Linked DNA regions of Mus musculus: all the other regions are linked to region 1. The links are chromatin contacts, called in public Hi-C and HiChIP or PLAC-seq maps. All regions are on one chromosome and are shown on one strand. The core of a region is the stretch at or near the end of the contact, and the rest is flanking DNA. Distances in the headings are between cores, read along the strand shown. Region 1 holds the start of Myc (myelocytomatosis oncogene). Region 2 has its middle 39 kb from the start of 4930449C09Rik. Region 3 has its middle 100 kb from the start of Gm25702. Region 4 has its middle 78 kb from the start of Gm25702. Region 5 has its middle 52 kb from the start of Gm25702. Region 6 has its middle 3.2 kb from the start of Gm25702. Region 7 overlaps Gm20740 (predicted gene, 20740).

Evidence for each region. A called contact is a pair of places that touch in the nucleus more often than the background predicts. HiChIP or PLAC-seq counts read pairs in DNA pulled down with a chosen protein or histone mark.
Region 2: a contact with region 1 is called in an H3K4me3 HiChIP or PLAC-seq map of bone marrow-derived macrophages, with 22 times the contacts expected there. The contact joins the enhancer-like site here to the promoter of Myc in region 1. A contact is called at or near these places in 13 of 39 promoter capture datasets (the C10 cell line, the HPC-7 cell line, cranial neural crest and 9 more), 3 of 15 datasets of contacts at CTCF or cohesin (the NIH/3T3 cell line, large pre-B cells and pro-B cells), 15 of 115 datasets of contacts at active chromatin or transcription factors (the 230-238 cell line, the SCID.adh cell line, SST interneurons and 11 more) and 1 of 9 other capture datasets (embryonic stem cells).
Region 3: a contact with region 1 is called in an H3K4me3 HiChIP or PLAC-seq map of the SCID.adh cell line, with 10 read pairs. The contact joins the enhancer-like site here to the promoter of Myc in region 1. A contact is called at or near these places in 13 of 39 promoter capture datasets (the 3T3-L1 cell line, the C10 cell line, the HPC-7 cell line and 9 more), 2 of 15 datasets of contacts at CTCF or cohesin (large pre-B cells and pro-B cells), 20 of 484 Hi-C or Micro-C datasets (the 3T3-L1 cell line, the AML12 cell line, the G1E-ER4 cell line and 16 more), 12 of 115 datasets of contacts at active chromatin or transcription factors (the 230-238 cell line, the SCID.adh cell line, T-cell acute lymphoblastic leukemia and 8 more) and 2 of 9 other capture datasets (liver and macrophages).
Region 4: an H3K4me3 HiChIP or PLAC-seq map of the SCID.adh cell line shows a contact between it and region 1, with 11 read pairs. The contact joins the enhancer-like site here to the promoter of Myc in region 1. A contact is called at or near these places in 4 of 39 promoter capture datasets (the 3T3-L1 cell line, hippocampal neurons, liver and 1 more), 1 of 15 datasets of contacts at CTCF or cohesin (the NIH/3T3 cell line), 1 of 484 Hi-C or Micro-C datasets (the C2C12 cell line), 10 of 115 datasets of contacts at active chromatin or transcription factors (the 230-238 cell line, DN3 thymocytes, the NIH/3T3 cell line and 7 more) and 1 of 9 other capture datasets (macrophages).
Region 5: a Hi-C map of uterus shows a contact between it and region 1, with 6 times the contacts expected there. The contact joins the enhancer-like site here to the promoter of Myc in region 1. A contact is called at or near these places in 4 of 39 promoter capture datasets (cranial neural crest, hippocampal neurons, liver and 1 more), 1 of 15 datasets of contacts at CTCF or cohesin (the NIH/3T3 cell line), 8 of 484 Hi-C or Micro-C datasets (the HL-1 cell line, the N1E-115 cell line, cerebellar granule neurons and 2 more), 15 of 115 datasets of contacts at active chromatin or transcription factors (the 230-238 cell line, the SCID.adh cell line, SST interneurons and 12 more) and 1 of 9 other capture datasets (adipose tissue).
Region 6: a Hi-C map of Sertoli cells shows a contact between it and region 1, with 2.4 times the contacts expected there. The contact joins the enhancer-like site here to the promoter of Myc in region 1. A contact is called at or near these places in 7 of 39 promoter capture datasets (cranial neural crest, embryonic stem cells, frontonasal cranial neural crest and 4 more), 1 of 15 datasets of contacts at CTCF or cohesin (pro-B cells), 9 of 484 Hi-C or Micro-C datasets (Sertoli cells, cardiomyocytes, embryonic fibroblasts and 4 more), 13 of 115 datasets of contacts at active chromatin or transcription factors (the NIH/3T3 cell line, the SCID.adh cell line, acute myeloid leukemia and 9 more) and 3 of 9 other capture datasets (bone marrow-derived macrophages, embryonic stem cells and macrophages).
Region 7: a contact with region 1 is called in an H3K4me3 HiChIP or PLAC-seq map of the SCID.adh cell line, with 11 read pairs. The contact joins the enhancer-like site here to the promoter of Myc in region 1. A contact is called at or near these places in 5 of 39 promoter capture datasets (the 3T3-L1 cell line, the C10 cell line, the HPC-7 cell line and 2 more), 1 of 15 datasets of contacts at CTCF or cohesin (large pre-B cells), 1 of 484 Hi-C or Micro-C datasets (Sertoli cells) and 14 of 115 datasets of contacts at active chromatin or transcription factors (the NIH/3T3 cell line, the SCID.adh cell line, acute myeloid leukemia and 11 more).

The regions. Positions count from the first base shown.
Region 1 is chr15:61,983,527-61,986,925 of GRCm38.p6, forward strand. Myc (myelocytomatosis oncogene) reads left to right here and starts at 1,815. Exons shown (of 3, transcript NM_001177352.1): 1 at 1,815-2,425.
Region 2 is chr15:63,677,277-63,680,675 of GRCm38.p6, forward strand. No RefSeq gene overlaps it. Among named protein-coding and RNA genes, the nearest start is that of 4930449C09Rik, 39 kb to the right of the region's middle. Within about 2 kb of position 1,870, at least 29 of the 459 cell types and tissues checked have an H3K27ac peak or open chromatin away from gene starts, as enhancers often do. A contact at or near this core is called in the HPC-7 cell line, bone marrow-derived macrophages, hematopoietic stem and progenitor cells and 3 more, where this site is marked.
Region 3 is chr15:63,583,063-63,586,461 of GRCm38.p6, forward strand. No RefSeq gene overlaps it. Among named protein-coding and RNA genes, the nearest start is that of Gm25702, 100 kb to the left of the region's middle. Within about 2 kb of position 1,834, at least 1 of the 459 cell types and tissues checked has an H3K27ac peak or open chromatin away from gene starts, as enhancers often do. A contact at or near this core is called in the SCID.adh cell line, where this site is marked.
Region 4 is chr15:63,558,019-63,561,417 of GRCm38.p6, forward strand. No RefSeq gene overlaps it. Among named protein-coding and RNA genes, the nearest start is that of Gm25702, 78 kb to the left of the region's middle. Within about 2 kb of position 1,558, at least 19 of the 459 cell types and tissues checked have an H3K27ac peak or open chromatin away from gene starts, as enhancers often do. A contact at or near this core is called in the NIH/3T3 cell line, the SCID.adh cell line and pancreatic cancer cells, where this site is marked.
Region 5 is chr15:63,531,271-63,534,669 of GRCm38.p6, forward strand. No RefSeq gene overlaps it. Among named protein-coding and RNA genes, the nearest start is that of Gm25702, 52 kb to the left of the region's middle. Within about 2 kb of position 1,566, at least 28 of the 459 cell types and tissues checked have an H3K27ac peak or open chromatin away from gene starts, as enhancers often do. A contact at or near this core is called in the N1E-115 cell line, embryonic basal ganglia, embryonic cerebral cortex and 2 more, where this site is marked.
Region 6 is chr15:63,482,766-63,486,164 of GRCm38.p6, forward strand. No RefSeq gene overlaps it. Among named protein-coding and RNA genes, the nearest start is that of Gm25702, 3.2 kb to the left of the region's middle. Within about 2 kb of position 1,641, at least 39 of the 459 cell types and tissues checked have an H3K27ac peak or open chromatin away from gene starts, as enhancers often do. A contact at or near this core is called in Sertoli cells, pancreatic cancer cells, second pharyngeal arch cranial neural crest and 1 more, where this site is marked.
Region 7 is chr15:63,460,907-63,464,305 of GRCm38.p6, forward strand. The region is part of intron 1 of Gm20740 (predicted gene, 20740); the gene reads right to left. Among named protein-coding and RNA genes, the nearest start is that of Gm20740, 17 kb to the right of the region's middle. Within about 2 kb of position 1,550, at least 12 of the 459 cell types and tissues checked have an H3K27ac peak or open chromatin away from gene starts, as enhancers often do. A contact at or near this core is called in the SCID.adh cell line, where this site is marked.

The sequences.
Region 1 (3,399 bases), core at 565-3,064:
ACGCAGACTAGGGATTGGTGGCTCTTGGTGTTTGAGGCAAAATCCTAGAGGCTGTAGTCATTTTGCAATCCTTAAAGCTGAATTGTGCAATGAGCTCGATGAAGGAAGATACTATCATTCAACAGCTGAATCCTAAATTGCAAACTCAGTGGCTAATAACAACTTTGAACAATGAGCACCTTATACACGCTACTGTATTTTCTTTTCTTTCTTTTTTTTTTTTTTTTTTTTTTTTAAACCGGGTAGCAGTGAGAGAGGTTTCTTTAAGTGCCTTGGGGCGAGGAGTCCGGAATAAGAAGACTTCTTTGGGTTTTAAAGTGTAGGATAAGCAAATCCCGAGGGAATATGCATTATATAATAAATCTAGAACCAATGCACAGAGCAAAAGACTCATGTTTCTGGTTGGTTAATAAGCTAGATTATCGTGTATATATAAAGTGTGTATGTATACGTTTGGGGATTGTACAGAATGCACAGCGTAGTATTCAGGAAAAAGGAAACTGGGAAATTAATGTATAAATTAAAATCAGCTTTTAATTAGCTTAACACACACATACGAAGGCAAAAATGTAACGTTACTTTGATCTGATCAGGGCCGACTTTTTTTTTTAAGTGCATAATTACGATTCCAGTAATAAAAGGGGAAAGCTTGGGTTTGTCCTGGGAGGAAGGGGTTAACGGTTTTCTTTATTCTAGGGTCTCTGCAGGCTCCCCAGATCTGGGTTGGCAATTCACTCCTCCCCCTTTCTGGGAAGTCCGGGTTTTCCCCAACCCCCCAATTCATGGCATATTCTCGCGTCTAGCGCCTTGATTTTCCCCACCCCAGCTCCTAAACCAGAGTCTGCTGCAAACTGGCTCCACAGGGGCAAAGAGGATTTGCCTCTTGTGAAAACCGACTGTGGCCCTGGAACTGTGTGGAGGTGTATGGGGTGTAGACCGGCAGAGACTCCTCCCGGAGGAGCCGGGTAGAGCGCACCCGCCGCCACTTTACTGGACTGCGCAGGGAGACCTACAGGGGAAAGAGCCGCCTCCACACCACCCGCCGGGTGGAAGTCCGAACCGGAGGTGCTGGAGTGTGTGTGTGGGGGGGGGGGGGAATCTGCCTTTTGGCAGCAAATTGGGGGGGGGGGTCGTTCTGGAAAGAATGTGCCCAGTCAACATAACTGTACGACCAAAGGCAAAATACACAATGCCTTCCCCGCGAGATGGAGTGGCTGTTTATCCCTAAGTGGCTCTCCAAGTATACGTGGCAGTGAGTTGCTGAGCAATTTTAATAAAATTCCAGACATCGTTTTTCCTGCATAGACCTCATCTGCGGTTGATCACCCTCTATCACTCCACACACTGAGCGGGGGCTCCTAGATAACTCATTCGTTCGTCCTTCCCCCTTTCTAAATTCTGTTTTCCCCAGCCTTAGAGAGACGCCTGGCCGCCCGGGACGTGCGTGACGCGGTCCAGGGTACATGGCGTATTGTGTGGAGCGAGGCAGCTGTTCCACCTGCGGTGACTGATATACGCAGGGCAAGAACACAGTTCAGCCGAGCGCTGCGCCCGAACAACCGTACAGAAAGGGAAAGGACTAGCGCGCGAGCAAGAGAAAATGGTCGGGCGCGCAGTTAATTCATGCTGCGCTATTACTGTTTACACCCCGGAGCCGGAGTACTGGGCTGCGGGGCTGAGGCTCCTCCTCCTCTTTCCCCGGCTCCCCACTAGCCCCCCTCCCGAGTTCCCAAAGCAGAGGGCGGGGAAGCGAGAGGAGGAAAAAAAAATAGAGAGAGGTGGGGAAGGGAGAAAGAGAGATTCTCTGGCTAATCCCCGCCCACCCGCCCTTTATATTCCGGGGGTCTGCGCGGCCGAGGACCCCTGGGCTGCGCTGCTCTCAGCTGCCGGGTCCGACTCGCCTCACTCAGCTCCCCTCCTGCCTCCTGAAGGGCAGGGCTTCGCCGACGCTTGGCGGGAAAAAGAAGGGAGGGGAGGGATCCTGAGTCGCAGTATAAAAGAAGCTTTTCGGGCGTTTTTTTCTGACTCGCTGTAGTAATTCCAGCGAGAGACAGAGGGAGTGAGCGGACGGTTGGAAGAGCCGTGTGTGCAGAGCCGCGCTCCGGGGCGACCTAAGAAGGCAGCTCTGGAGTGAGAGGGGCTTTGCCTCCGAGCCTGCCGCCCACTCTCCCCAACCCTGCGACTGACCCAACATCAGCGGCCGCAACCCTCGCCGCCGCTGGGAAACTTTGCCCATTGCAGCGGGCAGACACTTCTCACTGGAACTTACAATCTGCGAGCCAGGACAGGACTCCCCAGGCTCCGGGGAGGGAATTTTTGTCTATTTGGGGACAGTGTTCTCTGCCTCTGCCCGCGATCAGCTCTCCTGAAAAGAGCTCCTCGAGCTGTTTGAAGGCTGGATTTCCTTTGGGCGTTGGAAACCCCGGTAAGCACAGATCTGGTGGTCTTTCCCTGTGTTCTTTCTGCGTCTTGAATGTAGCGGCCGGTTAGGACAGTCTTTCTTCCATTCCTGTGCTTTTGACACTTTTCTCAAGAGTAGTTGGGGTAGGCTGGGGTAGATCTGAGTCGGGGTAGAGCGACTTGTCAAGATGACAGAGGAAAGGGGAAGGGAAAAACCGGGATGCATTTTGAAGCGGGGTTCCCGAGGTTACTATGGGCTGACGCTGACCCGGCCGGTTGGACATTCTTGCTTTGCTACATTAATTGATATGTGTCCTTTGAGGGGTCAAACCGGGAGGTCGCTTCGTGGTGGCCAAAGAAAGCCCTTGGAATCCTGAGGTCTTTGGAGAAGGGATTACCTTTTGCGTTTGGGAGCGAGAAGGCTCCGTAGCTTCTGACTTACCAGTCTCTGAGAGGGCATTTAAATTTCAGCTTGGTGCATTTCTGACAGCCTGGGACCGACACGGAGGTGCGTCCCGCCCGCCAATCCCCGGCGGCGATCGCAACCCGTCCCTGAGCCTTTTAAGAAGTTGCTATTTTGGCTTTAAAAATAGTGATCGTAGTAAAATTTAAGCCTGACCCCCGCGGCACTAGGACTTGATGTTGGGCTAGCGCAGTGAGGAGAAGCAAAATTGGGACAGGGATGTGACCGATTCGTTGACTTGGGGGAAACCAGAGGGAATCCTCACATTCCTACTTGGGATCCGCGGGTATCCCTCGCGCCCCTGAATTGCTAGGAAGACTGCGGTGAGTCGTGATCTGAGCGGTTCCGTAACAGCTGCTACCCTCGGCGGGGAGAGGGAAGACGCCCTGCACCCAGTGCTGAATCGCTGCAGGGTCTCTGGTGCAGTGGCGTCGCGGTTTAGAGTGTAGAAGGGAGGTGTCTCTTATTATTTGACACCCCCTCCCCTTTTATTTCGAGAGGCTTGTGATAGCCGGAGACTGAGCTCTCTCCTCCAA
Region 2 (3,399 bases), core at 620-3,119, 1.7 Mb after region 1:
GGCAAATACAGAGGTGGATGCTTGCAGCCAACCATTGGACTAAGCATGGGGTCTCCAATGGAGGAGTTAGAGAAAGGACTGAAGGAACTGAAGGGGTTTTCAACCATAGGAAGAACAACAGTATCAACCAACCAGACCCCCAGAGCTCCCAGGAACTAAACCACCAAGCAAAGAGTACACATGGAGGGACCCATGGCTCCAGCTGCATATGTAGCAGAGGATGGCCTTGTCAGACATCAATGGGAGGAGAGACCCTTGGTCCTGGGAAGTCTCCATGCCCCAGAGTAGGGGATTGGCAGGGCAGGGAAGTAGAAGTGGGTGGGAAGGTGGGTGAGCACCCTCATAGAAGCAAGGGGAGAACGGATGGGATAGGAAGTTTCCAGAGCAGAAACAGGGAAAGGGGATAACATTTGAAATGTAAATAAGTTACAGAGACGAAGTTTGGAGCTGAGACAAATGTATGGACCATCTAGAGACTGCCATATCCAGGGATCCATCCCATAATCAGCCTCCAAACGCTGACACCATTGCATACACTAGTAAGATTTTGCTGAAAGGACCCTGATATAGCTGTCTCTAGTGAGACTACACCGGGGCCTAGCAAACACAGAAGTGGATGCTCACAGTTAGCTATTGGATGGATCACAGGGTCCCCAATGGAGGAGCTAGAGAAAATACCCAAGGAGCTAAAGGGATCTGCAACCCTATAGGTGGAACAACATTATGAACTAACCAGTACCCCAGAGCTCTTGACTCTAGCTGCATATATATCAAAAGATGGCCTAGTAGGCCATCACTGGAAAGAGAGGCCCATTGGACTTGCAAACTTTATATGCTCCAGTACAGGGGAATGCCAGGGACAAAAAGTGGGAATGGGTAGGTAGGGGAGTGGGGTGGAGGGTATGGGGGGCTTTTGGGATAGCATTGGAAATGTAAATGAGGAAAATACCTAATTAAAAAAAAGAAATGTAAATAAATAAAATATCCAATTAGAAAAATTGGGGGGGAGCATTCTCTTCAATGCCTGATGCCTAACTCACAAACACACACAACATAATATTGTGGGCTGGGAGGCAGATGAGGGTTAATACCTCATTTTTCTGCTTTTAAACCAGCACGTAGACTAATTAGGTACTCAGGCACTCAGAAACAAGAGACCATGAGATAAGACAATCAACTGCTTTGGTGAGTGGGGAGAAGGGATAGGATAGGGGGTTTCTGAAGGGGAGTCCTGGAAAGGGGAAAACGTATGAAATGTAAATAAGGAGAAGAAGAAGAAGAAAAAGACACCTTGTTTGGAGTGTCTCTGTTATCTGAAGTTAGGAATGTGGGAGGAGAGGGGCTTCCCTGGAGATAGTGGTACTGGGCACCTTCATGAGTGAGACAGATGGTGTGCCAGGGCAGACATGGGCTGGAGGTCTAGATCTGGGATCACTTATAATAAGATGGTGGTCACACACAAGTGCAGTGTGTATCCAGAAAGGGCTGGAAATAATGAGAACAAGCGTCAGGGCCAACAGACAGAGAACCGTCTCCCAGAGAGTCCATGAAGAGCTCTCAAAAGATGACAAGACTCTGCCATTGCTGAGACAGGGCTGAGAGAAGAAAGAAAAGCTGGCCCACAACCATTCCAGAAATGTCAACGGAAAAAGGCGGTCTTTTGGAGGTCTGTGTTTTCCAGGTTCCCAGCCCTGGTCCAAAACGTTATCTTCAAACCACCATTTACTCCCAAGACCCTTCTCCGACCCTCGTCCTTCCTCTGCTATTTATGTTGCTGCTGTGGTTTTCCTTTCTGACCCTTCTCATTGAAACTTTGAAAGAAAAGGGGAAGAAAGCCAGGATGCCTCTCACTGAGTCAGGGTTAGCAGTAGGTGACAGCTTTGACCCTGTGTGTTCTCTGGGGAGACAGCATGAGGCCATAGGAAGACCAGAGGCTTCACTTCCTACCCATGACGTAAACAAGTCCATAACTTCTCAGTACCCTTGTTTCTCATTTATTTGTATCAAATACACACACACACACACACACACACACACACACACACACACACACACACATAAACACACACATGTAAACACACAAATTTCTGTTCAGTGTTGTGCCCAGTGCAGTAAGATTGTGAACATGAAGGCCATACCTAGTGCATACTACATAGCCCATAGATGTGCATTTCTGTTCCTTTGAGCAAGTTGTACAGCTGTGCAAAGATACAGCTGTTCCAGACCTCTGTGCTTTTACAACAAAAAGAGGACAGAATCAAATGGCATTCATCTTGCATGTTTATTGGGAGTATGAACATAAAAGCTCCGGGGCATTTTCAACATAGGCATCTCTGAACTTCTGGGTTGTTGGATTTTTTGTTTTTGTTTTTGTTTTTGTTTTCCCCCTTCTTACTTGGTTCTCTTACTGGAGAAGTCAGAAACAAAAGAGCTAGAATTCTAGTGTTGTCATGTGCCAGGAGATGTTGTTGTTATTTTTTTACATCCCAACCACAGTTTTCCGTCAAGGCTGAACAAAGCAACCAGTAAGAAGGAAAGGGTCCCAAAAGCAGGCAAAAGAATCAGAGACAGCCCCTGCTCCCACTGTTAGGTGTCCCACAAGAAGATGAAGCTATACAATCTTACCATATATGCAGAGGGCCTAGGTCAGTCCCATGCTGGCCAGGAGATGTCTTTTAATGGATGCATGAATGGATGGATGATGGGAAGACAGGAGGATGAAGGGCATTGTCTTAGCTAGGTTTTCTATTTTTATGATAAAACACCATGAACAAAAACAACATAGGGAGGAAAGGGCTTGCTCATTTCATTTACAGATCCACGTTAGAGTTTAAAGCTGAGGAAAATCAGGGCAGGAGCCTGGAGGCAGAGACTGAAGCAGAAGCTTAAAGGAGAACTGGCTTGCTTCCCAGGGCAAGCTCAGCCTGCTTTCTTGTATAGTAATGGGGTATGGGGGCAGGGCACTGGGCCCTCCCATGTCAATCACCAATCAAGAAAATCTACCACAAGCCAATCTACTAGGGGCATTTATTTTTTTCAATGGAGGATCCCAAATGACTGTAGCTTATATCAAGCTAACATAAAATTAACCAGCACAGATGTGTCCAGGGACATGAATAGATTCTTACACATACAGAATCGCCTTACTCAAGCTGCTTCAGTTGTACCATGATCTCCTGAGAAACTAGAGCCACAAAAATAGAATCTCAGGGGCCTAAAGACTATGAAAAATCTTTGCTCCTTGTTTTGTGCACTCACAAACTAGACATTCTTGGCCAAGTCCTGTTTAGAAATGGTTGTATAGCCTGAGAAAATTGGATTTGACTTGCCATGTAGAATTCTGTTAACACAGTTATATAAACATAGCTCTTTATTAATCTAAATTACTGGCCTTCAGGC
Region 3 (3,399 bases), core at 584-3,083, 1.6 Mb after region 1:
GTGTGGGGGACTTTTGGGATAGCATTAGAAATGTAAATGAAATAAATACCCAATTAAAAAAAATAAAGTAAAACAGGGTGTGTTGACTATACAGAATGAGCAGATTATATTTATATAATTAGAAATATATATATGTATACATACATATATATAACAAAAATTAAAGAAACAAAGGTCATAAACTTGAAAGTGAGCAAGGTAGGGTACATAGAGTACAGTGAAAAGAAGAAAATGTTGTAGTTATACTATAATTTCACAATATTAAAAAATTTAAGTCACAACTGGAGAGTGGTGGGGCACACCTTTAATCCCAGCACTAGAGAGGCAGAGGCATGTGGATCTCCGAGTTTCGGTCCATCCTGATCTACAGAGAGAGTTCCAGTGTGGCCCAGGCTATGAAAAGAAACCCTTTCTCAGAAAACAAAACAAAATAAAACAAAACAAAACAGTGAGAACTTTATCCTGAAGATAATAGGGATTTATTTAAGAAATAGAAATATTATATAGATCCATCCACTTTTTCCTTGAGCATTCATTTATTCATATGATAAATACCTCTATTTGTTGTATTGTTATTTTAGTTTTAAGTGGTAAAAGTAAAAAAAAAAAAACATAGTCTTTATTCAGCATAAGGTTACAAGTCTAATGCGGGCTTTTTAAATGTTCTGAATGGACTACTTCAAACTCTCTGGACTTCAGATTCTTCCTTTGTACAATAACAGCAGTAGATGCTAAAAAATTCTTCCTGGGAAAGTCTGAAAGATCTGTGAGAATTGATTCTATGAATGCTTGGCAGGAAGCTTTATCATTCAGTGTTTAAAAGGAGGAACTGTGAAGGTAAAAGGCTCAGTTGTTCAAAGGCAAGCTCCACCACCAGTCATTACTGTCTTTCACCAAATACTTAACTTTTCTTAACTTAAATAGCTTTGTCTCTAAAGAAAGATTATCAATATCTACCTTGAGGGAATCCTGCAAGTATTCAGTATGAAAATAATGTGAACAACCCAAAGCAAAGCTTAGTATAAATACTTAATACATGACAGGAAGGACCTATTAACCAGCATATGTATATGAATTCTGTACACTTACATTCATGTCTTTATGTTTGTGTTTATATATTACATAATAGTATACTATAGTTCATTTATAAATATGTGAAATTTTTTCTTTCATACATATTGACTACTATTAGGGTTAGGTTATTAACATTAAGATGCATATTAGGTAATTTTTAAAAATCTAAGATTCCTGATATACACCAAGAGGCCAAAATCACCTTGAGAGAGTATAATTTGTTTTTCTCAAAGAGCGCCCTTGGTATATCTTGCTATATATTGAGAAATGGCTTAGAACAATTTATAAATGTCTGATTATTCAATGAATACATTGCAAATATCCCACGATTGTGAATTGGATTTGCTAGATGCATGCTTAAATTGATATTTTAATGTAATTTAATGTAAATGTTAATATAATAAATATTAATCCAAGCCAAACATTGACTAATTTATGAAAGTCGACTTTCCAGAAAGATGCAATGATTTGCAATTGCTTAGTACATATGAAATATTTATGTATCATGTCCTACCTGGAGAAATTAAAGCACTCTGTGCCCCTGAGTGATCTTTTCAGCTGAAGATATGCTAATAGCACCACAGTTGCTGAAAGGACTAGGCAGAATAGAGGCAGAGAAATCTCTCTTATGCCCTATGTGGTCTCAGATCTTCCTTTAGCCAATAGGAGACAAAAGTCGGCTACATAAGCATAAGGAAAAGACTTAAACTGGCTGGCACAAGAGGCTGATGCAACCACACAGCTGTATTAGTTACCTTTCCGGTGCTGTGATGAAATGCGACTTATGGAAGTAAGCTAATTCAGGCGTAGGGTTTCAGAGGAATAAGGGTCCATCATTTAAGAAAGCCATGAAAAGTGGCAAACAAGTCACAAGAACAGGAAAATGAGAGCGCACATCTTCAACCACAAGTAAAAAGCAGACAGTGAGCTAATGGCATGAGGCTTTAACCTCTCAAAGCCAAGTCCCTAGCAATGAAAATATAGGACTGCTTAAAACTGGCTGGAAAAAAAAATAAACAAAGCTGGCTGAGACAACCACTAAATTCATTATAAAGGGATCTCTGTGTCATTAGCTTGATTAGAGTTACTCCAGGATATTTTGTACTACTTGTGGCTATCGTGAAATGTATTATTTCCCTGATTTCTTTCTTAGCCCATTTGTCATTTGTGTATAGGAGGGCTACTGATTTTCTTAAAGTTAATCTTGTATCCAGTTATTTCACTAAAGGCATACATCAGCTCTTGGAGTTCCCTGGTAGAATTTTGGGTTTGTTTATTTATACTATCATAACATCTGCAAATAGTGATACATTGACTTCTTCATTTCCAATTTGTATCTCTTTGATCTCCTTCAGCTATCTTACTGCTCCTGCTAGAACTACAGTTATTATATTGATTAGATATAGAGAGATTAGACAGCCTTGTGTTGTTCCTGATTTTAGTGAGGTTGCTTTGAGATACTCTCCATTTAATTTGGTATTTACTAAAGGCAATTTATTTCCCATATATCACTAATATCTCCAAGTCTTTCATTATTAAAGATTCTTGGATTTCATGAAAGGCTTTTTCAGCATCTAATGAAATGATCCTGTCAGTTTTTTCTTTTAGTTTGTTTATATAGTGGATTGCATTGGTGGATTTTCTTCTCTTAAAAAGAAGAAGAAGAATGAATTTATGAAATTCCTAGGCAAATGGATGGACCTGGAGGGCATCATCCTGAGCGAGGTAACACATTCACAAAGGAACTCACACAATATGTACTCACTGATAAGTGGATATTAGCCCAGAAACTTAGGATACACAAGATATAAGATACAATTTGCTAAAAGCATGAAATTCAAGAAGAATGAAGACCAAAGTGTGGACACTTTGCCCCTTCTTAGAACTGGGAACAAAACACCCATGGAAGGAGTTACAGAGACACAGTTTGGAGCTGAGACAAAAGGATGGACCATCTAGAGACTGCCATATCCAGGGATCCATCCCATAATCAGCCTCCAAACGCTGACACCATTGCATACACTAGCAAGATTTTGCTGAAAGGACCCAGATATACAGATATAGCTGTCTCTTGTGAGACTATGCCGGGGCCTAGCAAACACAGAAGTGGATGCTCACAGTCAGCTATTGGATGGATCACAGGGCCCCCAATGGAGGAGCTAGAGAAAGTACCCAAGGAGCTAAAGGATCTGCAGCCCTATAGGTGGAACAACATTATGAACTAACCAGTACCCCGGAGCTCTTGACTCTAGCTGCATATGTATCAAAAGATGGCCTAGTCAGCCATCACTGGAAAGAGAGGCCCCTTGGTCTTGCAAACTTTAT
Region 4 (3,399 bases), core at 308-2,807, 1.6 Mb after region 1:
TAGGCCCTGCTTTCCCAGGTTCATGCTGCTAACTAGATGGATAAACATACCACCACATCCAGTGTATGCAGTGCTCGGGATCAAAACATTGGGCCACATGAGGCTGTCACTCCGATAACTCAGCTATATTCCCAGCCCAAATAAATAACACTGAGTAAGAAAAGGGAGGGTTTTTTTTCTCTCTTATGCTGTTTCTTTGTAGCAAACTTCTAGGAATTTTTAAAGTTGTTGATTTAATAATTCACAGTCCATAATGATTACTCCTCAACCATATGAGTTCTGATCTATACAAGGTGATTAGACAATTTGCAAGAATGAGGAAGAGTGGTTTGGACCTTTGGGAAGTGAAATTTAGAATTTATTGTTCTGAATTCACCCCCCCCCCAGGTAAATAATGATTACATGGTAATAAATTGTGTGATTGTGTTTATTCTGTGCCTGAGGTCAGGAAGTGCTATGAAACAGAGGCTTCTGGGTAGGACTATGGCAGTGAGAAGCAGCAGGAACTACCAGTGAGGAACAGTTCTCATGGAAGAATTCAAGATGATGCAGAGGCCTTGGATTCAGTCCACTTTCAGCTGTTACTATGAGTGATGAAGAAAGATACAGCACATTACCCACAGCTTACAAGTAGAAGACCAGAGCATTCCCAACTGTATCCAAGGAGTGTACTCTCAGATCTATCTAACAGAATGAGGTAAATGAAGCTCACATTTATTGAGAATAAATGAACATAGCTAGGTGGCATTCTATTTAGCAGCTTGCACTTAGAGTTGTACCTTCAATGAGGCAGTGTCCTTGCTGGGCTGGGTTCAGGAAACCAGAGTCAGATTGTTTGGGCTTAAATCCAAGCTGTAGGATATCCTCTGCCCTTGACCTTGAGTTCTCCCACACTTAGTCATAGTGACTTCCTAAGGTTATAAGAAATCCATAAAGAGGCACACTGAAAGTACTATGATGGCATTAATTACAATACTGCATTTCAGGATCAGAAGTTATGTCATCCGCAAAAATGTGCTTCTCAGAAAACAAAAGCCAATCTTCATACTTTATAAAACCTTTAAAAAAACATACCTCATGTTAAATACCCCCACAGACTGAAACTGGATGTAAGAACACAATATTTAAGATAAGAAAGCGCAGGGGTTTGTCTAACTTTGCTACTCAGTAGCAAGAGTCCCTGAGCAAGTCTCAGGAGGCCTCTGGGTACAGTTTGCTGCTGCTTTAAATTATGCATACACTTCTCAAAGCTGACAGAGGAAATACTTGTGGAAAATGCACTGCAAACTTATCTACCAACAAAAACCACCATTGTTCATTTTTCTTGATGATTTAAAACTATTATTATATACATAGAGTAGTATAGGACAATATGATAAAGCGTTACCACATGGGGTAAATGTAAAAATTAACATTACTCCTCAGCTGGAGGGAAGGCTTCCTGCCCATCTCCTCCCTTCAGTGCTGGAATTTTATCTGCCTTGAAGTTGAGCAGGAAGTGGTTTGGTTTGCTTTGGTTTGATCATCCAACTACACATCATCCAAAAATAAGCCTTGTTTGCTTATTTGGGTCTTTGTTTCTTGCAGTGACAGAGAGGGTCCAGGCCTTAAACATGCTCAGCAAGTACTCTGTCCCAGAACTACACCCTTAGCCCGTAGAAATGGTTTGTTTGTTTGTTTGTCTGTTTGTTTGTTTGTTTGTTTTTTAGTGAAAAATGTAAGAGAATGCCAGAGGACAACCTAACTTACTGCTGCAAATTTTCAAAATCATTATAACCTCTAACTCCATTCCAAACACTTACTCTTACACCAACAGGTAACTGTAGCTTTCACTGTCATCAAATAAGCTTTTTATTGGAACTGCTAGAGACCATCACAGAAATCCACATCTATTCACACATATCATGACTGGTCTACGTGGACAGAGCAATGATGGGGTCCCAACCCTACAATAAACACCAGCCCCTAAGGCTTAGGGAACATCAGGGAAGAGGCAGGTAGAAACATAATAAGAGCCAAAGGGACAGGACACAAACTGTAAGGGTGTGTCTTTTATACATAACAGGGAGGCTCCAGTCTAGAAAACTCAACAATATGGTCACCTAATCAAGATCAAAACAATGGCAACATCTGGTGACTTTCAGCATAATGGAGTAAATCTCACAAGGCTCCACTCCTAGATGAAAAGCTACAGACAATGGCTGCTGAGAGAAGCTATCATTTTCCACAGTTGAGTCCTCTAACAGGTTATTCAATCCTAAACTATTTCCTCTCATTACACACACACACAGAGTACACATACATATACATATGCACATATATGAGCAACACTAAATAGATTGAGCAGGTTGTATCTATATATACATATCTGTGAATGTGTGTGTGAATGTGTGTATATATGTGTGCATGTATGTGTATATATATGTGTATGTGTGTATATGTATGTATATGTGGGCATGTTATGTATATGTGTATATGTGTGTGTGTATATGCATATATATATATATGTGTGTGTGTGTGTGTGTGTGTGTGTGTGTGTGTGTGTGTGGATGTGTGTGGATGTGTGGATATCTGTGTTTATGTGTGTGTGTGAATGTGTATATGTATGTGTGTATGTGTGTGTGTGTGTGTGTGTGTGTGTCTGTGTGTGTATGTGTCTGTGTCTGTGTAAAAGAAGAGGTCATAAATTTTAAAGGGGGGGACAAAGAGTCAGAATAAAGAAAGAGAGGGATGGAAATAATGTAATACAGTACTCATTTATAAAATTCTCAAAAGTTTAAAGTTTTTTATTTAAAGTGATAAACAGACAACAAAGGAGATATCTGGCTCATGGATATGTAGGTATAAGGATAGAAAGCAATTAAGATATCATAAAATTGAGCTCCAGATAGCCGGCCACCTTCCTGGTGAGAGCACGGGGGTCTGCCAGGCCTGAGAGGTTTGTGGCACAGGCGCCGGCGGGAGCCTTCTTGGCTCCGGGACTCCGCGGAGGGCAGGCTGCACGGGTGACCGTGTGGAATACAGAGTGCCAGCCGTTTCTGGGACGGGCGAGAGTCGCAGAGCTTCTGGGCGGTGCCATCTTCAGCTCCAGACAACCAGCCACCTTCCCGGCAAGAGCCACAGAGCTTCTGAGGCAGCGCCATCCTCAGCTCCAGACGGCCGGCCTCCTTCCGGACAAGAGCCACAGAGCTTCTCAGGCGGCGACATCTTCGACTCCAGACAACTGGCCACCTTCCTGGCCAAAGCAACACAGCTTCTGGGAAAGATCCTGTTTTGGGCCTTCACCTTCAGCCAGGAGGAGGTCCAAACACCAGATAACTGTACACCTTCCCTGAAAGAGGAGAGCTTGCCTACAGAGACTGCTCTGACCACTGAAACTCAGAGAAGAGAGCTTGTCTC
Region 5 (3,399 bases), core at 316-2,815, 1.5 Mb after region 1:
ATATGGTTATCAGTCTCTCCAGGTTCCCATGGTGGAGAGAGCACTTAGGAGATGTTGGTGGGTATCCTGATGAGACATAAGGCCTTTCTAGCTCTAAATCATAAGGAGGATCACTGGAAATCTGAGATTGGAAGGGTGAAAGGTAGGACAGCAGGAGAGGTAGAAGAGAGTAGGGAGAAACTACACCACCATTTCCCCTTGTCCCCAACTAAAAGACCTAAGTACATGTCACTGTTGCCGTTTATTGCCCTTACCAAGAGCAGTTCAAGTTTGTTTTTTAAGACTTGCTGTCACCTAGAGAGAGAGAGAAAGAGAGAGAGAGATTGAGAGAGAGAGAGAGAGAGAGAGAGAGAGAGAGAGATCTGCACATTCCTGCTGCATTGGACACCCCTCAGAGCTTTACTAATGGACCAAACCCCAGGGCAAACTAGGATTCTCCATGGTCAGCCACTACTACTACTTCATCCCCAAAGAGGACCCTTGACATGAATGACGCAGGCTCTTCTCAAAGTCAGGCAGACTCAGCTTGTCAAAGTCCCAAGTGTCCCTCACAAGACTTATTTGCCCTTTCCCTGACCCCCTGGACTGCATTTGCCCTTTGATACTTGGCCTTGGCTGGGTCTTCAACTGGGTTATGTGTCAGGGCATCCTGACCTAGTAGTCACCATAGCATCCCAAGAACTCTGCCTGACCCATCTGGGAGCATCTGGGGCCATGAGCTTTTAACTGAGTGTCCACGAGCCAGAGGAGACACCTAACTCACAAGCAAAACTGCAGGTACAAAAGAAGGGCATGGCCCCAACCCTAACACCCTGGAGACACTCAGCTTCCATATACACCTTTACCTGGCTCCCAAAGAAACCTCACCCTTGAGATCAGGGAGAAGATTATTGATAAGTGTAGTATGTGTAAATTAGGCAGAAGTAAAACAAATTGGTAGCAGGAAAATAGAATGTTTATTTAAAGAAAAAAAAAAGGCAGAAAGGAAGACTGTGTAGCCTCTGAGTTTAACCAGATGATTCTAATTCCAACTCTGCTATCTCTGTCTCCATCTTTTTTCAGCAGCGGCTTCCCAGAGCACAGTATCCAACTCCTTGCTCCCTTCCTTCCCCCACAGTTTACACCCTTCCACTGCCAAGTTGCATCCCTCTGCCAAGCAGCACGCCCAGCATAAGCTCTTTACAGGAAAACTCCATGCAGGTCCAGTCCTTGGGAGCTCTTACTGATCATAAGGACTGTTAGCAGGCAAAGGCGCGTGCCCAATTAAAAGATGGCTTTCGTTCCAAGAGGAATACTCTGGCAAAGTCCCAAGCGCTTCGGAAGCCCCTCCCTTCGCTCTCCCACCCCAGCTTTGATGCTCTGATTATCCTATTGTCAGATCAATAGCCCATCTGCTCCTAGGAGTAGTCTAAGCCATCCTGTGTTAAATTAAAACAGATAGGATCAATCCGCGGTTAATTTCTCCCAACCAAACAATTTATCTCTCTTTTGGATGCTCTTGGAGGGTGAATTATATAATCCTGACACACCATTAAGGGCTCTCTGACCAAAGAAAGCCCGCCACAATGCCTGCCTGCTCTCTTTATTAGCGACTCAACAGTGTGACAAAAGCAAAGATTTATCTTAGTGTTATTTAGAACCAGCTTGAACCTTGAAAAGTCTGCCAGGACCCTGCCAGGGGAAAAAGACTCGGGAATATCATTGCATGTTAATTATCATGGAGGAGGAGCTGGATCCAAATTTGATAAGCTGAACATAAGCTCCTATTTCTGAAGACTCAATTGCCCCACTGAAGAGCAATTCTTTTCTGTTTAAGGTAAAACCTAAGACATCTGGTGCAAGAATGTCAAGGGAAACAGGATTTAAGCCCAAGTCGAAACACACTGAGGATGGGGGGGGGGGGAGACTTATTTTAACAATAGACTGTTTTTACTGGTACTTGCATATAATAACCTATTTAATGCTGATTGAAGTAAAATATATACATGGGGAATAAAAGAATAAGTGACCCTTGGAGATGGCATATTAAATGAACACTCCAGATTAATAACCATGAGGCATATGGAGTGAGAATATGAGCAGCAAAGCTGCTGCCCTCAGGTCTCTGTGTTCTGTGCAAACCCACTAGGCGCACATCTACTTATCTCCCTAAACCAGAAGGGCTTGACATTCCCATGACGCACTAAGTCAATGGCTAACACCTGATACAACCAAAAACTAGAAGTTTCTGCTTCGTGGCTTGAGCCAATGTCCAAACACTTGATAGAACAACTATTTTAGTACTGTTTTTGATATGGATTGAGTCCAAGGAATACCTGACTCCTGATCTTACCTTCTTTCCCTATATTGGGTTTCAGACCCAGAAAGGATGCTGAAGTGCCTATTTAACATGTCAAAGAGGACCTGGCTCCAGGTTCTCCCAGGATTCCTCAGTCCCTACATGTTACAAGCATGTCTGGCATACTGTGAAAACCATCTTTTAATTAAGCACAGTGCCTTTGCCTGTTAACAGTTCCTTCCAGTCCAGGGGCTGGGCTTCCCCTCTCCCAGAAGCTTCTCCTTATATAATCCACACACTGTGGTCTCCCATACGCCTCTGCATTTTCTCTCTCTCCCTGCTTGTACATGCTCTTTCTCGATTTCTCTTGCCCCTCCTTTCTGTCTCCCTTCCCATGGCAACTTCTCTGGCCTTGTTCCTTGGGACCAGTAAATCTGCCCAAGATCTGCCTCCCAATAAACCTGCCTTTATATATTTTAATTTGGCTTGAATTGGCTTGTTTCACTGGTAGAGAATAACTTATCAGTATTTACTTATTTGTTTATGATAGTTTGAGACTAATTTTCACTATGTACTACATACTGAATTCAAACTCATGATCCTTCTGGCTCAGCCTTGCACATGTTGAGATTCAGGGTATATAAGTGCCAGCATCCTCAGCCTAAACTCCTTGAACTCTCTTTTTCTTAATTGAAAATGAAATTTGCATACAATATATTCTGATCATACTTTTCCCTCTCCCAACTCCTTCCAGAACCTTCCATCTTCTAAGCCTCCCGACTCTGTGCCCTTTCTTCTTTTCTCTCCTAAACGTATACTCTTGACTCATTCCTGAAAGGAAAGAGGAACAATGGGAGACAATTTGGAAGATTTAGACAAATCTGGTCCATCGTTTGTACAATAAATCTAGTGCATGGTGGTTCTGCTCTTTGGAAATCATCTCTGCCATGGGGTGAGAGTGATAATAACCAACCAATGCCCACTAGTGACTTGTAATATGTCAGGCACTATTTTAGAACTTCAAACTCCAGTATTTTATAATGGAAAAAAAGGTGACTATAAAACCTGATGAAGACGGTTAGATGGTAGAAGAAAGACTGATGAAGGAAGGTATTCTTGGC
Region 6 (3,399 bases), core at 391-2,890, 1.5 Mb after region 1:
ATGAATTAGTGCTAGTGAATGTTGAACTCATCACCTTTCAACAATACTCATTTGACAGCTCCTACCTTTTATTATCTCTGTTGTTTACTGCTGATCTCATCCAGGTGAAGGGTACAGAAAGAAGTCTCCAAGCCTTCTCAATGCTACATGGCAGACATGGCAAAGTTGTGACTTGAATATTGCTCTACAACTCCAAAATCAGTCCATTTTTATTTCTAGCACTTAAACTGTATCTATACTCTGTTCGTGATAGCTCTTTATGCTATCTGAATATGTCTACCTTTCTTTCCTTATACCCATGGTTTAAGAATCCCAAGTAGATTTTGTTTCATTTGGTATTTCCATGCTCATTATTTTCTCAAGACTTTATGGTGAGCACTAAAAGGTATGTTTGTCATCATACCCAGTGAGGTGACATAAGAATAGAGGTGAGCACAGGCTTTAAAGACATGTGGCGTGAGGTCCTCAAATTAGTCATCCCTTCTGAACTTGCTTTTATTCAGCCCTAACAAGGAAAGGATAATAATAAGATTTCCATGAAAATAAGAGTCAATGTTCACAAAGTGTCTCAAATATAGTAAGGCATTCAGTAAATGGGAACAGCTGTAATTACCATAATGATCACCTTGGACCATATCAGAATTTAGATGAGAATGTCCCCGCAAAGAATCATGGTCTCCATTTGGTGGTGTTTTGTGGGCAAGTTTAAGAGGTATAGACTTGTTGGAGGAAGTATGTCATTGGAGGTAGGTATAAGGGGTTTAAAAGCCCATGCCATGTGCCATTGCTTTCTTTTTGCTTGTGCTTTCTTTTACTGATGTAAGCTCTGAACTTCCTGATCCAGCTTCCATCCTTCCACTCTGCCATCCTAGACTCTTACCTCTCTGGAACAGAAAGTACAATAAACTCTTTCTTCTATAACTTACCTTGATCATGGTGTTTTATCACAGCAAGAGGAAAGTAACTCCTACAGTTGTACAGAGAAATGGTAGTTTTCCACCAATGTCTTTAAAACCTCAAAGGAATGTGGAAACATTCTGAAGAGAAAGGAGGCGGTAAAAAGAAAAGAAAGTGTATACAACTTAAATATCAACTAAGATCTGAAACATTTATTTACTTATTGCACGAGGCTGTCCCAACAACTCAACATAGAAGATCTACACTTGTTTCTCAAAAGTTAAATTGACTACTTTGTTGTAATTTACCAGACAGTGTAAAGTAGCTCTCCAAGATCCCAAACCCAGCAAATAGACATATCCCATATCCATGGCAATCGGGAGTCTATTCACAGATATATGAATGGATGGTCCCTGTTTTTTAAATATCATAGTATATATTGGTCAAGTATTCTGTTGATATCGGACCACGGAGGCCTCAAAGAAATAGGGGAGGAGCTGATTCTGCCCCAGTTTCTGGCTCTCACTAAAACTAGTTCACTAGCACTATCCGGTTCTTGGTCACTCCACTTCAGAAATGTAGCAACAAAGTCTCCATGATTTCTAAAGTTCTTTTCAGCTCCAACATTTAATGATGATTCTTCTCCCTTCCCCCAAAGAACTCTGCCGGCAATACAGAGCAAAGACACTGAACATATGTAGGAGAGTCACTCCATTTATATTAAATTCCACATTCCTGCAGGGCTATGTAATGTCTGCTGCCCTTCAGTCGACTCCACACACCAATGTTTGTTTACAGTCACCGGGGCATGAAAGGCTATTTTTAAACCTGGCTTTTCATGTAAGAAGGTTAAAACTCAAACTGAATTTGATTTGTTGAAGAACTCAAATCCTCAGGATTATAGCAGGAAGAAAGAGAAATGTAAGTCACTTTAATTACCCTTTGACTCTTCTCTCCCAACTCCCACCCCCATAATTCTGCTAACAAAGATACTATTGGTTAAGCTGACGGTATCCAGGGCAGAAAAGCCTTTGCATTGGCTGCTGATAACCAAGGATCCTTGAGTTGTTTACTTTACATTTTCTTTGGAAACACCATGAAAACTCTTAGAAGGCAGCTGGCTAGGAAGGCAACAAATCCAGAGATATGCACAGCTGGCTATAGTAAAGCATCCAGAAGTTTTATTCAGCTGAGATTTTAATGTCAGGTTCTCCTTTAGCAAACACAGGCTTTGAAATCACACACATGTCAATCCCCAACTTACTAGTAACGTGGCAGAAAGCCTGGCTCACTCTGTCACTAACAAGAGGTTTTTTTTTTTTTTGTTTTGTTTTGTTTTTTTTTCCTGGACTTTGTTTTTCACGTGGAATCCATCTGTCTACTCCAGCATACAACATCAGTTCCCAGAGAGATGAGATTGGTTGGCCATCTCTTGTGGTTCTCCCCCTATTGCTAGCGCCTGGAAAATGTTTCGCTCATAATAGTTTACATATTGCGTAGCTCACTGAGGTGTCCAATCCTAGAGCATTTACTTCCCAGAGATTTCAACAAGCTTTGTAGAGGGCTACTGCATAATCATGTGAGGCATGATTACTGATGAAAGTGGGGTCTGTTTGAGGAGATGATAAAAATACTCTAGAAATGGCTGTATGACTCTGTGAATATAATAAAACTATTGGGTTGTGTTCTTTAAGTGTTTGTCTTAGTAAGTTAGCTACCTCTCAACATGGCTATTTTTTTAAAAGAACCTTCTTTACCACCCCAAATTGAACAAATCAACAAATACCCATATTTAGACCAGAAATTGACATTTATGACTTGAGTAAGTGGTTGAATATCTGGTAACTGAATGAACTGGAGAAAGGGATGATGAAGAAGGAATAGTGTGTCCCATTCAGGAATATAAAATTGTTATCTTCTAATTTCTCTATCTCTAGCTCTCTCTGTCTCTGTCCCTCTGTTCTCTGACTCTGGCTGTCTCTGTGTCTCAGTCTATGTTCCTGTCTATCTCTGTCTCTCTACCTGTCTGTCTATCTCCCTACCTGTCTCTCTGTCTCTTTCTGTTTCTCCATGTCTCTTTCTCTCTATCTCTCTTTGTCTCTCTTGTGTCTCTCTCTGTCTCTCTTGTGTCTGTTTCTGTCTTTCTGTCTCTCTGTCTCTGTCTCTGTCTCTCTCTCTCTCTCTCTCTCTCTCTCTCTCTCTCTCTCTCTCTCTCTTTTTCTCTTTCTCTGACATACAACTTTAACATCTTTCCTGCCCAGCCAGCTACTATGGAGACTTAAAAGCAGATGACCCATCTTATCAAATGATTTTTAATAAAGGTTTCTTTGCTGAATACCAAGCATAAAGAGTGAGTCTAAAATGGGCATGGGAAGTCAAAAATCCTGAGGCACTTAAATTTCTCGGCAGATTCCTTCTTTGTCCATGCCAGAGGTTACCTTGAATGAAATTCATTCATTGACAGGCATTCTCTTTCAGTGACTCAAGGTTTCTTGCAGATTT
Region 7 (3,399 bases), core at 300-2,799, 1.5 Mb after region 1:
CAAATGAAGATGTAGAATGCTCAGCTACTCCAGCACCATGCCTACCTGGATGTTGCCATGTTCCTGCCTTGATGATAATGGATTGAACCTCTGAACTTGTAAACCAGACCCAATTGAATGTTGTCCTTATAAGGGTTGCCTTGGTCACAGTGTCTGATCACAGCAGTAAAACCTAAGACATGAAATAATAGCGTGCATCACCTCCAGCTCTTCATCCCTGTCTGCATAACACTGCCCTCTTAACACTTGTGCTCTTCACAAGAAGATAAGATGTACCCTACTATAGGAATGTGGTACAAGTTTCAGTAAAGCTGCAACATGATCCTACAAACAGACTCTGCATATCATTATAGACTCCTTAGGCCATTCTTCCCTGCTTGGCAAACTTTATAGAGCTCTTCCCTCCTTTATGATTCTATTCTGCCTAGTTTCCTTTGGTGACCTTCTCTGAATTACACACCACAGTCTCACTACACACCGTCCTACATACCCTGGAAATTCTCGCTGATTATGTTACCACCACTGGCTCATCTGTAGTTGGGTATCACAAAGAATTGTAAGCAGGTGTGGCAGGAATTTGAACAGATCATAACCAGAATTCTCAACACAGGGATATGTACCTGTGTTTACCAGAAGAACTTCATACCTTTTCCCTCAGGTGATGCCACTGTAGAGACTGGTCTTGTTTATATATGCAGTCTCAGACAGAGCTCAACACATAGCAAACCTCCAACAATTTTCCTGAGGAAATGGAGAACCAATTTTCTCTAACAGGGACACGTTCTTCACTCTGCCCACCTCGCCAGGGTGTTACAAATGTCAATTATTTGGAAAGTGCTGGGAAATTGTCTAATACTCTCCTGAGAAATATTGCTTCTCTGGGAAGAATGAGTCTAAATTAGAACACTGGCCTGTTCTCTCCTATCTCTACTTGCTTCAGTCTCATGATGTGTTAACACTTCCCAGAGCCTATGACAGGTTAGATGCTGAAGGCAGAATCCCAAGAGAAATTATAATGAGCATGCAGGTTACTTAGTATTATCAATGATGAAACCTGCAAGCGGTCTTTTCAAATCATCTGTTAATATTAGTTAAAGTATCAAACTATAACCTGAGTAACATTGTTAAAATATGTCTGAATTTTGGGTGATTTGGGATTTACTGACTTGAGCAGCTGGGTTGTTTTCTTTCTCAGTATTTTAACATCTCCTAGATGATGATATCATTTCTGAATCAGCTGTCCACACTGTGAACATCATAAATTGTGCCTGATAGAAAACTGTGCTAAGCTTCCCAGCAGCCCCTCCTCTGTCACTCTAATGTGACATTTGAGTGACAATTTAGAGACAAGTCATCTGCTTATCAACATAGAAGGAAAGAGAATCAGAGAAATCATGGCATGGTTAAGCTTCTGTTGTTTTTTCATGAGATTTGCAGGGTGCCTGAGATGTGAGGACACTCAGGTTGGATGACCTCAGGAGCCATCTCCATCCGGTTTGTATTTGCTTCATGGGAAGAGTCCATGAGTCATTTACTGATGTCTGCCAAGAAGGTAGGACACGGGAACAAAGCATTGATTCAGTTCCAGCCTGTTATTTTAACAAGTAGGTAACAGTGTAGTGGTAGCCTCATGGTCACAGGACAATCGCTGGTACATGTGATTCTGGCACTCACATCTTTCAATTTCTAGATCAGCTCTTCTCCCTATCACACAAATTGTTAGCACTCAAAGAATGATATGCCAGTAGGATCTCTGGTAAATTCCGTTTTTCTCAGTGCTTGGCAGATGTGTGGAAATGGTGTTCAAGACATTGGATTTTATTTGTCTTCCTGCTTATTCCTGAGAAGCCATGTCTTATTATAAAAAAATGTTGCACCTTCTCATGCTTTATGTACATCGTGTCTCTAAATTGTCATATGGTCCCCATTTGACTTTTCTCTGCATCATGGCTGTCCTTGCAATTCTTCTATGGCTGTACTTTTTCTCCAAGCCCCTCCTAATTAAAGGTACCTTTATGAAATTCTGATTGATTAGTCTCTAAACAAGATGTTTCCACCCAAACAGCAGCTGCACTTAGCAAAACTATGTCCTAAGTTCCATGTACAGCAAAGCATCTAAGAAGTGTTTACATAATTACATGCAGACCTTCATGCCTTCATAATGTAGGAACAAAATGGACTTTATAGCACCAACAGGTGCTACCTATTCTACTAGTTAAATAAGCTTCAAGAACTTTTATGGGTTATTCCCTGCTCTGAGTGCAAATTCCTAACTGTAGAAATGTGAGAAGCAAAGATGTACAGAACACAGTTTAGGACAGGCATTTGTGAAGGAGTTGACTTGAATCCAGAAGGCCATAAAGGGGTGATGCAAACTACCTTCTCCATTTCTGTGAATGAACTTTAACGGCCACCAAAGATCTTTTTAAAGGTTCAACTCCAAATGTAAGAATATTGCTTTGACAATACTGTAGAGACTAGAGATATAGAAACTAGTTAATACTTCTTAACAATATTCAAGATAGAAGGATATGGACTGCAAGCTGAGGCAAAAGTCATGGCAAAAGAAGGAACACATTCTGTATTTAGTAAATCTTTTCATTTTGCAGGTGAGAGGAATAATCACAACATCCAAGGAAACACACTCAAAGGATCTAAAGTCACGTGTGTTCAGTCAGTTTGACTATATCATGTATAATGTTTTAGATCACATTGATTATGGAGAACTTGGAAAATCTCTATGCCTATGGGATCTCACTCCAAACACTAAGGACTCCAATAATAATATGAAGCAAGGTTCTTTATTATCTTTTTACTATTTCTTTTCCTCTGCCTTGTCCCAGGTCTATGGCTCAGGATGAGTTTACTATGACTACTAAATAATTTCTTCTTTATTGCATTTACAGTTGGTATAAATGACCTTTTTGTCAGTGAGATCTTAGAGTTGTGTACCCAGAGGGAAGTGGTCCCTGACCACAGCATCAACAACAACATCTGCAGAAAGCATGTGGAGGACCACATTGTCTACAGACAAACAGAACACCTGTTTCCAGACATTGCTTTCAAGTCAGGTATTTTCCAGCCTTCTTTCAACAAACCCCTTTGGAGAAAGCCTTCTTCCTCTGTCATTTCTCCTCTGGCTGGTAGACACCCTCCTTAGCATCGTCGCAAGCAACCCCTTCAGAGCAATGTCACTTTGTCAGTGTGCTAGGGTCCTTAAGGGCTACTGTTCTCTCTGTTACAAAAATATAGTTCTGTTACAGAAAAAGATACAGAAGTAAGGTAACTGTTCATCTCCTTGGGTAATGACTTTATTCCTTCTGCTATGCGAATCTTATGAAACACTATACAGCTATTAAAAGAATTGAAGCAAACAGACAGGAAAACATATCCAGGTAT